2 separate regions of the Rattus norvegicus genome follow, and region 1 is linked to region 2. A link is a contact called in public Hi-C data. All regions are on one chromosome and are shown on one strand. The core of a region is the stretch at or near the end of the contact, and the rest is flanking DNA. Distances in the headings are between cores, read along the strand shown.

Region 1 (4,779 bases), core at 1,909-4,408, 240 kb after region 2:
GAAATTGCAGGTTCCAATTTCTCATTTTCTAATTCGAACGATGAAATGACTTAGGAGAGCTTCTGTTATCACCACTGACTTCCGTTCATTCTATAGTGTACCACAGTAAGGTGGGGTTGTAAGGCAGGATCTTTCAGTATAGCGAAGGCAGATCTGGAGCTAATCGTGCAACCCGGTCTGTCCTCAAACACATGATGCCTCAATTTTGGGTCTGCCGGGATTATAGATATGTGCCACTATGCCAGCTCCAGACTGAGTGTTCACACATTACCTGGGCCTTGAACTTTGACCTCTGTGGCAGTGTTCACCTAAAGAACTCATCTCGGGTGTAAGCTAAAATAAATCCCTTTCTCTCTGATTGCTTTTCCTCATGATGTTTGTCACAAAAACTAGCCTCTAAGGGCCCCCATGCACTCTCATACTACATAGATGTATATGCAGGCAAAACATTCATACACATTATAAAAGAATGAGAAAGGAAGAAAAAAAGAAAGAAAGAGAAAGAGAACTGCCTACATTTGGGCCATTTGGATTGATTTTATATGGTGAATTTTCTTTAATAAGCTGCTAAATTAGATCTATTAAGTACTTAAATACATATGTATGCATGTATGCTCATGGTCCATGGTTTGCCTCTGATTCGTCTTGGTTATACCTTCCTATTAATACTATGTCAGCCTCACAATGCCAGATTTTGATTCCAGACCACTTTACATACCCTGGAAACTCTGTGTTTTGAGGGCCACTGAGGTTCGTTTGTAGGGTGGTCTGTTTTCAATCCTGAGCTGGTCCTTTCCTTAGTTCTGTTTCCGATTTCTTCACAGGTTCATAGTCTGTTCCATTTTCCCGTTTCTCTGCGAATTTTATGTGTTCTAGAAAATTAGCAACTCCTGGCATGTTTTTAAAAGTTATGTGGTATTTATTTGGTGTTGCATTTCCTTTAAAATTAAGATAAGACTCATTAGTATCTATGCTCCTTTCCTTTCTAATATTGGTACTATGGGTTCTCTTTATCCTCAGACTAAAAGAATCTCGCCCAGATTAATTATTGAAGCAAAGATAGCACTTTTAGTTTATTATTTAACATTTCCTGATTCTTAATGTAATAGTTTTGTTTTAAGATACATATTAATTCTATATTTCTGATTTATAAGGTTACATGATAGTTATTCTTTTTTAATTACTATCAAACCAAGGGATTTATTCATTGGTGCTATTTCATTTCATTTATGCATGTACATGTGTGTGATGCATGTACATGTGTGTGATGCATGTATGTGCGTATATGTGTTTATGTACATATGTGTATATGGATGTGTACTCTTTCTGTGTGTGTACGGTACATGCATGTGTGTTTGTGCATGTGTATACGTACATGTGTGTATATAGGTGTGTCCTCTGTGTATGTATGTGCATGCATGTCTGTGCATGTGTGTTCGTGCATGTGTATATGTACATGTGTGTATATGGGTGTGTGCTCTCTGTGTGTGTATGGCGCATTCACACATGGAGGACCAGAACAGATGTTAAGTGAATTTCTCCACTACTCTCCATCCTTCTTCCTAGAGACAGGATCTCTTGTGGAATAGGAAGCTGCTCTTCTGGTTAGTCTGCTGACCACTGAGTTCTCAGGAAACGCCTGTCTTTGCTGCACTATGTTGGGGCTACAGGCATATGCAGCCATACCTGGAGTTTTATGCATGGATGCAGCCTTATGGTTATGAGAAACTCACAGAAATGTTAAGAGCAGGGGGAGGGATTGGACTCTGAGCCTGGGATCTGCTTCAGACAACCAGTGCCAAGCCTACCCGTCAAGCTTAAGGCTGGTAACAAGTCCAGTTTTTGATAAGCTGGTTTCTCAGAACCTGGTTTCTGGTACCAGTGCATGAGTCTATATAACATGCTTTATCAAGCCTTAAAGTCTTGTGTCCACAGGTACCTGATTCTGTTCCATCGAACTGTCTGCATGTTTTCCAGAGTGATTAAATGATTATACCTTTATACTGTGGCAGGCCTAGTAATCATCTTCACCTTTCTCTCTCTAAAACACACTCTTCAGAATGAAATTTAGTATCACTCTGGCAGTCTCCTTTTACTTCCTCTCTGTGATGGTTTGTATGTTTGGACCACAGAGTGGCAATATTTGGAGGTATGGCCTTGTTAGAGTAGGTGTGTCACTGTAGGTGTGGGCTTTAATACCCTAGCCCTAGCTGTCTGGAAGTCGGTCTTCCACTAGCAGCCTTCAGCTAAAGGCGTAGAACTCTCAGCTCTGCCTGCACCATGCCTGCCTGGGTGCTGCCGTGCTCCCACCTTGATGATAATGGACTGAACCTCTGAACCTGTAAGCCAGCCCCACTTAAATGTTGTCCTTATAAGAGTTGTGTTGGTCACAGTGTCTGTTCACAGCAGTAAAACCCTAAGACACTCCCTTCCTGCATGTTCCTTGGGAGATTTTGAGAAAACCATTTGAGAAAACCACTTATGCCCTGAGCTGGGGAGTCCAACTTGGTTTTGATTCCAAACTTAGTAATCCTGTTCTGAACTAATCTGATTTAAACAGGGAAGTTGGATAATAAAGTGTGACATTAATATTCATGGCTTTATAACTGTACCTGTCAAAAAACTTTGTTAATATTTATATACCCACATGGCTTATCAAACTCCAAAACCAAAGAGCTATGGATACTTCTGCGTGTCTATAATTAGAGGAACAGAGAGTGGTTAGCCATGTCCAAGGTTATTTATAATTGCATTCCTTAGGCAGCATAGCCTCTGAGAGATGGGACTGTAAGCAAACTTTCAGGGCCAATTCTTACACCCCAGAGCCTTTGCTTCTCTTTCCTTCCCAGCACACGAAGAGTGCTAACATAGAAGCAGGTCTGTCTGGGTTCCAGCCATGGTCACAGCTTATCGTAAAGCAACTTCTCTGAGACAGGCCCCTGTGTTAATGAGATGGAGATTATAATATTATCTGTCTGCACAGAGCTGTTCCTGTGAGCATATCATGTGCTAAGGTGTTGTGTGCCCAGCCCCATGCCATGCAAATAACTTTCCCGCCTTCCAACAGTCCTTCCATTTGCCTCTAACTAAGGCATTCTGGGCTGTTTCACAGCATCTTCCCCACTAAGCTTTTCAGGCAGCTCTGACCTTTCTTGCCATAACTCGAGCCTCAAGCAGATATCTATTTACCTCCTTCAAGGTCCTGTCATGGCCTGCCAACTTTTGAGAGAGCCTTGCTTTGATTTTCAAGTGGTTCAGAAGTCAAGAACAGGGGAAGACCTAGTTCCATGTGACTTTCTTAAATCACAAGGCAGTCTACCCAAGACATAAAACAACAGTTCAGAAATGAAAGGGGGCATTGATAATTTGAAACGCTCAATAATTTTACATCTGGAATTTTAAAATTGTTTTCTTTTCATGTACATATGGTGTGTGTGTGTGTTTGTATGTGTGTGTGTGTGCGTGCACATGTGTGTGTATTTGCGTGTGTGGTGGGGGTGCTTGGCTGAGGTTCATCTTGGGAATCTTTCTTGACTGAGGCAGTGTCTCTCAGTCAAACCCAGAGCTTGATACTATGGTGAGGCCAGATTTTCCAGGGATCCTTTATCTCTGCTTTCTGAAACTGGAATTACAGCTGAGTCCCCACACCTACTTTGCCATTGCATGGACTCCGGGGATCCAAAGTCTAGTCCTCTTGCTTGTGTTGTTGGGGTTTAAATCTTGGCTTGTGTCCAGACAGAACACACCAAACCCACATGATTCCATGTGGAGAGGTTTAATGAGAGAAGAGGAGTAGAAGAGGGGAGAAGTAAAGGCCGGCCATGAGCAAGTGGAAGGAAGCAACGGGGAGGGGAATAGGAGAGAGAAGGAACAAAGGAAGAACAGGGAAGAGAAGAGAGCAAAGAGCAAGAGGGAATGGGGAGGGGCAAGCAGCCCCTTATATAGTCAGGCATACCTGGCTGTTGCCAGGTAGCTGTGGGGTGGAGCTTAGACATAATACCAACATGTGTGGCAAGCATGTTAACTGATGCGCCATCCATCTTCCTGTTTCCGTATCCAAATACAGAACTATACCTATGAAACCCTCTTTTTTACACATAAAATCGCTTATGAATTAGTAGATTCTCTGTGCTCCCGAGAGTCACAAGTAGGTATGTAGGGGTCTGACACTCAGTTATATAAGGGGTGGGATTATTGGGGAGTTTAAAGGGCCAGGAGGCTGAACATGGAGGTTTTGGGGAGAAAGGAGCAATAAGCCTCAGGTTCACAATGAAAATAGTGAGGTGCAGTGGAACTAACAGCCAAGCAAATGAGAACATTTTCTGGGCATATTCTCAAGTTCATTGTAGGGCTGGAGAGATGGCCCAGTGGTTAAGAGCACTGGCTGCTCTTCCAGAGGTCCTGAGTTCAATTCCCAGCAACCACATGGTGGCTCACAACCATCTGTAATGGGATCTGATGCCTCTTCTGGTGTGTCTGAAGACAGCTACAGTGTACTCACATACATGAAATAAATAATTCTTTAAAAAAATAAAAAGCTCATTGTTAGCAATATGATTACCTTTGTTCTTTATGTTTAAGGCACTCTACTCCTGTATGCACAGTGAAGAGTCACCAAACTTTAACAACACCCCTCACTAACATTCAATGCATCTTATTCTCACTGAATAATACATGATTCAGAAATATTTTTAAAATTTAGAAAAGCACAAAGAAAATATAACTTTTGAAATGTTAGCATTTTAATTAAGATTAAAATGTAATTAAGATTTAATTTCA
Region 2 (5,277 bases), core at 1,467-3,966:
CAAAGCCATCCACAGGGACTTACTTCTTCCAAAATGTCCATACCTCTTAAATCTCCTCAAACAGTGCCATCACCTGGGGACTATAGGTTTCCTATGGGGGACATTATCATGTCATTTGTGATAATTCATGACACTACAGGTGGAATATTGGTAGGAAGAGGAGACTTTGGAACTAGGGGAGATGGCTCAGTTGGTGAAGTTCTCAACACACAAGCATGAAGACCTGTAATCCCACTGCTAGGGGTAGAAACGGGAGGATTGCTGAGACTTGGTACCCAGTCCTATGCTAGCCAGTCAGTGAGTTCCAGATTAGGTGAAAGACCCTTCCTAAAAAGGTAGAGAAGCAAATAAGAAAAACATTGCTGCCAATTTCTGACCTGGCCACCCATGGGCACTTACCCACGTGCACACATAAAGGAACTGTATACACACATATAGGAACATGTGTATACACACACACACACACACACACACACACACACACACACACACACACACACACATATGCACCACATAAATCTTAGAGAAATTAACCCGGTCTCTAATCAGCAAATAAAATGACACATATCTGAAGGTGCAAAACTGATGTTTTGGTTAATCAAGTGTACCCTGTAGACATGGAAATATGAGTTTTCCCATTTCGTAATGAGGATTTTGGTTTGTGTTTTAAATAGATAGAATGTGTCAGAACTGATACTAAAATCTGGGTCATTTAGAAACTTCCTACCACTGCCTTCAACTCAAGAGCTTAAACTTGAGATGCCCTTAGTGAAGACCGGAAGGGTTCACAGTGGTGGGAACCACAGGCAAGGTTTCCCCATAAAGCAAGATGTCTTGACCCCTGGTAGAGTACAGCTGTTATTAAGTAAGGGGCATTCTTGTTATAGACCAAGAAGGACTGGAGCAAGGACATGCAAGTCTGCTCAAAGATGGCACTGTAGGTGCCAATCAGGTCGGGGAGAGAGAGAGATTCCTTACCTAATGGATACTCCTGAGCCTCAGCCATCAGGGCCCAAGTGCGCTAGCAAAATCTGAAAGCTTTTCAGTCTGTCTAGAGAAGATGATGTCCACCAATATACTGTCAGAAAACTCTGAAATAAAGAAGGTGAGAAACCTGGGACCAAAGCAGCCGAGACTCAGCATCTTGTCACTGCTCCCTGTGTCCTGCAGCACCAATGCTGACCTGCTGCTCCGCAGAAACAACGCCCTAAGAAACATGCGGAGGAAGCCACAAGAGAATGACAGAAGCCAAAGCCAAATGCCAGAAACGGATTGCCAAGAGACGTAGGCTGTCCTCTCTGACATCTGCTACTTCTGAGTCGGAGTCCAGTCAAAAACAAGTCTTTAAGAGGAACAAATACGTGGTCAACCTTTGAAGAAAGGAAGAAAGAAAGGAAGGAAGGAAGAAAGGAAGAAAGGAAGAAAGGAAGAAAGGAAGGAAGAAAGGAAAAAAGGAAGGAAGGAAGAAAGGAAGAAAGGAAGGAAGAAAGGAAGAAAGGAAGGAAGGAAGAAAGGAAGAAAGGAAAAAAGGAAGGAAGGAAGGAAGAAAGAAAGGAAGGAAGGAAGGAAGGAAGAAAGGAAGAAAGAAAGGAAGGAAGGAAGAAAGAAAGGAAGGAAGGATGAAAGGAAGGAAGAAAGGAAGGAAGGAAGGAAGGAAGAAAGGAAGGAAGGAAGGAGGGAGGAAGGAAGGGAGAAAGAAAGAAAGGAAGAAAGAAAGAAAGGAAGAAAGGAAGGAAGGAAGGAAGAAAGAAAGGAAGAAAGGAAGGAAGGAAGGAAGAAAGGTAGGAAGGAAGAAAGGAAGAAAGGAAGAAAGGAAGAAAGGAAGAAAGGAAGAAAGGAAGGAAGGAAGGAAGGAAGAAGGAAGGAAGGAAGAAAGGGTAATTCTTATTTTCAGTTGGAATAAAAACCAACAGGAAACTTCAAGGCATTCCATTTCTGTTAGTTGTTATAATTGATATAACAGTATAGCATTTTATGTATTCTAACTGCAACTGAAAACAGATATCTAATACTTAAGAAAATATTTTCTTTTGGTAGTCATTTTATTCATGGTTTCTCTTCCTCAAATTGGGTCTTTCCCTGTAGCCTAGGCTAGTCTTAAATACATCATTCTGTCCAGGCTGGCCCTCAGACTTACATCAATCCTCCTGCCTCAGTCTACTGAGTGCCAGAATTACAAACACTCACACCCAACTCACCCTATGTGTGTGAACCCTTAAGCTAGTAAGAGAAACTTTGAACTTCTTCTATTCAGTCCTATGTCTACTTTTAGTGAATATTTGTAAGAACCAATATAATTCTTTCTCAGTAACTATGTTTTTTTGTTTCCTTCAGAGGGTCATGTGAAAGATTGTATAATTCAGAAAAGTTATTTCTACTATGAAAAAAAAACACTCCACATTTAAATCAATCTGAGTCTCTCCCTCACATCCAGGCTGAATCTAGGACACATCTGGATGTTGGAAACATCCACATTTGATTGACTTTTCCAGTTTTCAGAGCATTTAGTAAATAAAAGAATAAGGCACTTGTCCTGACACATGCCTTTTAAAGAAGTCAACAGCATTTCTGTGGGACTGGCAAGCCCATAGCACAGCCCTTGTTTCCTGCCCATTGCCCCTGTCAGACGTGCCTCATGCTGGTGGACAAGGTTCACTTTCAAAGGGTGTGGTTTTTGAGGTTGCCAACATGCCTTACCATGGCTTAAAATAGCTCTCTCTGGCTGCCAGATGGCCCAAGGAGACACCCAACTTAGGAGTCACCGACTTTAGAGACTTCTGGGTGCCTTAGGACTAGAACTCTTTCAGGGTCCTTCCTACATTTCTATTTTTAAACATCTGAACCACTTTAAACTTTAAACCAGGACCTTATTCTTCTCCTCCCCCTTCCCCTTGTAAGTGAAAACAGAGAGTAAGAATTAATTTTGGGAACAGACAGCTATGCTGACCTGTTGCCAGTCCCCTGAGAACATTCATTTTAAACTACTCTCCAAAAGAAACTTACTTTTTCAGACTAAATTCTTTGAATTCTGTGTATACAGAAGGCAAGAGAAACCCCATGGGGAAGCAATTCTGGTAGCCTACAAATAAAGCAGCCCCTGTGGCCACCTGACAAGAGTAAAGGAAAAAACCTTAGATACACTCCTCGGGGTAAATTCTTTCCTGGGTACAAATGCACAAAACACAGTTCATTCCAAGTTACAGAATGGTAATTCAATTGCCTGGGGAAATTAAGGGAAAAAAATCTTGAAAGAGAAGGCAAATAATATTATTTAGGGACAGAAATAATTTTTTATTAATTGAATGGAAGAATAAGATGAATAGGGTTTTAAAAAAGAGAAAAATAAATATATTGTAAAGGAGGCCTTCGTCAACTATTTCCTGAGCACTTACTATGCATGAAAAATAGTTGCAGTCTCTAGAGATCTAATAAACAAGAGACTAGAGATATTCCTGGCCCTCATAGGCTTCCTAGTCAGTGGAGGGCTCAGCTAGCTACCTAAACTAGTGTGCTAATGTGGTAGTGTGTGTGTGTGCGTAGATACTTCACAAGGATGCTTAAATCAAGAACTTAAAGGGTTAGATGGACAAAGCTCTTGACTTTGTCTTTGTCTCTACTAGGGTCCTATTGCTGTGATGATAAGACACTATGGCCAAAAGCAAGTTGATCAGGAAAGGCTTTATTTGGTTTATGGTTTCAAATCACAGTACATCATTAAAGGAAGTAAAGGCAGGAACTCAAACAGAACTGGAATCTGGAGGCAGGGGCTGACGCAGAGGCCATGGAGGGTGCTGCTTACTGGGTCGGTCCTCATGGCTTGCTCAGCCTGCTTTCTTCCACAAGCCCAGGGGGTCATGTCAAAACATATTTCCATTGAATTTATTTAATTCTTCTAAATAAGAAGGCACCTAATATGCTCAGTCCTGTGTTTGCGGTGAGCAGACACCACACAGTTCTGGTTCTTATGGGCATACATTGTGAATTTTATATAGTAACTTATAAATACATGAATTCCAATTTTACCAGAAGAAACAATATAAGTGCAAATCTCAAAATAAAAGATTTTAGCTGAGAATGGCAAGAAAATCAAAGGTTTAGATGCATTTTTGGATGCCTATAAGACTGTATTTCATATTTCTATCATTCTTCCCTTTTGTTGTTCTATAATAATTAATGTTTTATACTCTATTGGGAGAGGGACACACAACATGCTCCTTTTAGATATTTTAGCTTTCTGGCCTCGCTCAATTGATAATAGCAAGAGCTACATTTTTTGGGGCTAAATAAATACCAGTTAATCATAACCAGCATTCAGATTCCCTCCAAATCCGTCTTCTAGTTGTCCTGATATTATCAAACCCATTTTTTCAAAATATTATCAAAAAGTTGTCCTGATATGTCAAACCTATTTTTGTGACTATTTTTGAAGCCTGATATTCCTAACACCTGAACAGAGGACAGTTATCCCTGCACAGTGAAAGCTTAGAAGGAAAAGCCAAATTAGAAAAAAAGAGCAGCAGGAATTTTCTCTGTTCTCCAAATGTCAGGAAGATTACTGCCGGATGTTGGTTAATATACACGGAATAGCATTTTTTCTGCTTATAGAGCCAAGAAAATAACTCGAAGTAACTTCACAGTATTAGATATGAACACTGGGGGAGCAAGCTGACCTTTCTAATAGAACAATACCCTACTATTACATTGGTGTTTCCTGGGGCCCTTTGGAATTTTGAGTTATAAGAAGCCATGGTCCCCCCTCCCCTCTCCCCTCCCCTCCCCCCTCCCCTCCCCTCCCCTCTCCCTCCTCTCCCCTCTCCTCTCCCCTCCCCTCCCCCCTCCCCTCCCCTCTCCTCTCCCCTCCCCTCTCCCCTCTTCTCCCCTCCTCTCCCCTCCTCTCCCCTTCTCTCCCCTCCTCTCCTCTCTTCCCCTCCGCTCCCCTCTCCTCTCCTCTCTCCTCTCCTCTTCCCTTCCCTCTTCTCTCCTCCCTCCTTACATTCCCCTTTCCTTCCATTTCTCCTTTCCTTCCATTCCCCCTTCCTTCCTTCCTTCCTACCTTCCTTTCTTTCCTTTTTACTTTTTTCCTTCCTTTCTTCTCCCTTCCCCCCCCATTCCTCCCTTTCAGTAAAGATAGCAAGGTAAGAGGGATCAAATAAAAGAAAGGAAATGAAGTACCAAAAGAAGGACTTAACCATTAAAGCAGACACTTTCCCAAAGGAGTACTCCATCTGCACTTATCATTTACACCTAATAGCCACATGCAGGATGTACTTCCTGTGC

Evidence for each region. A called contact is a pair of places that touch in the nucleus more often than the background predicts.
Region 1: a contact with region 2 is called in a Hi-C map of psoas muscle, with 2.9 times the contacts expected there. The contact joins two enhancer-like sites. A contact is called at or near these places in 2 of 12 Hi-C or Micro-C datasets (frontal cortex and psoas muscle).

Annotation. Positions count from the first base shown.
Region 1 is chr9:69,865,098-69,869,876 of GRCr8, forward strand. It overlaps a transcript of Icos not described here. Among named protein-coding and RNA genes, the nearest start is that of Icos, 10 kb to the right of the region's middle. Within about 2 kb of position 3,159, at least 1 of the 93 cell types and tissues checked has an H3K27ac peak or open chromatin away from gene starts, as enhancers often do.
Region 2 is chr9:69,628,060-69,633,336 of GRCr8, forward strand. No RefSeq gene overlaps it. Among named protein-coding and RNA genes, the nearest start is that of Cd28, 30 kb to the right of the region's middle. Within about 2 kb of position 2,717, at least 14 of the 93 cell types and tissues checked have an H3K27ac peak or open chromatin away from gene starts, as enhancers often do.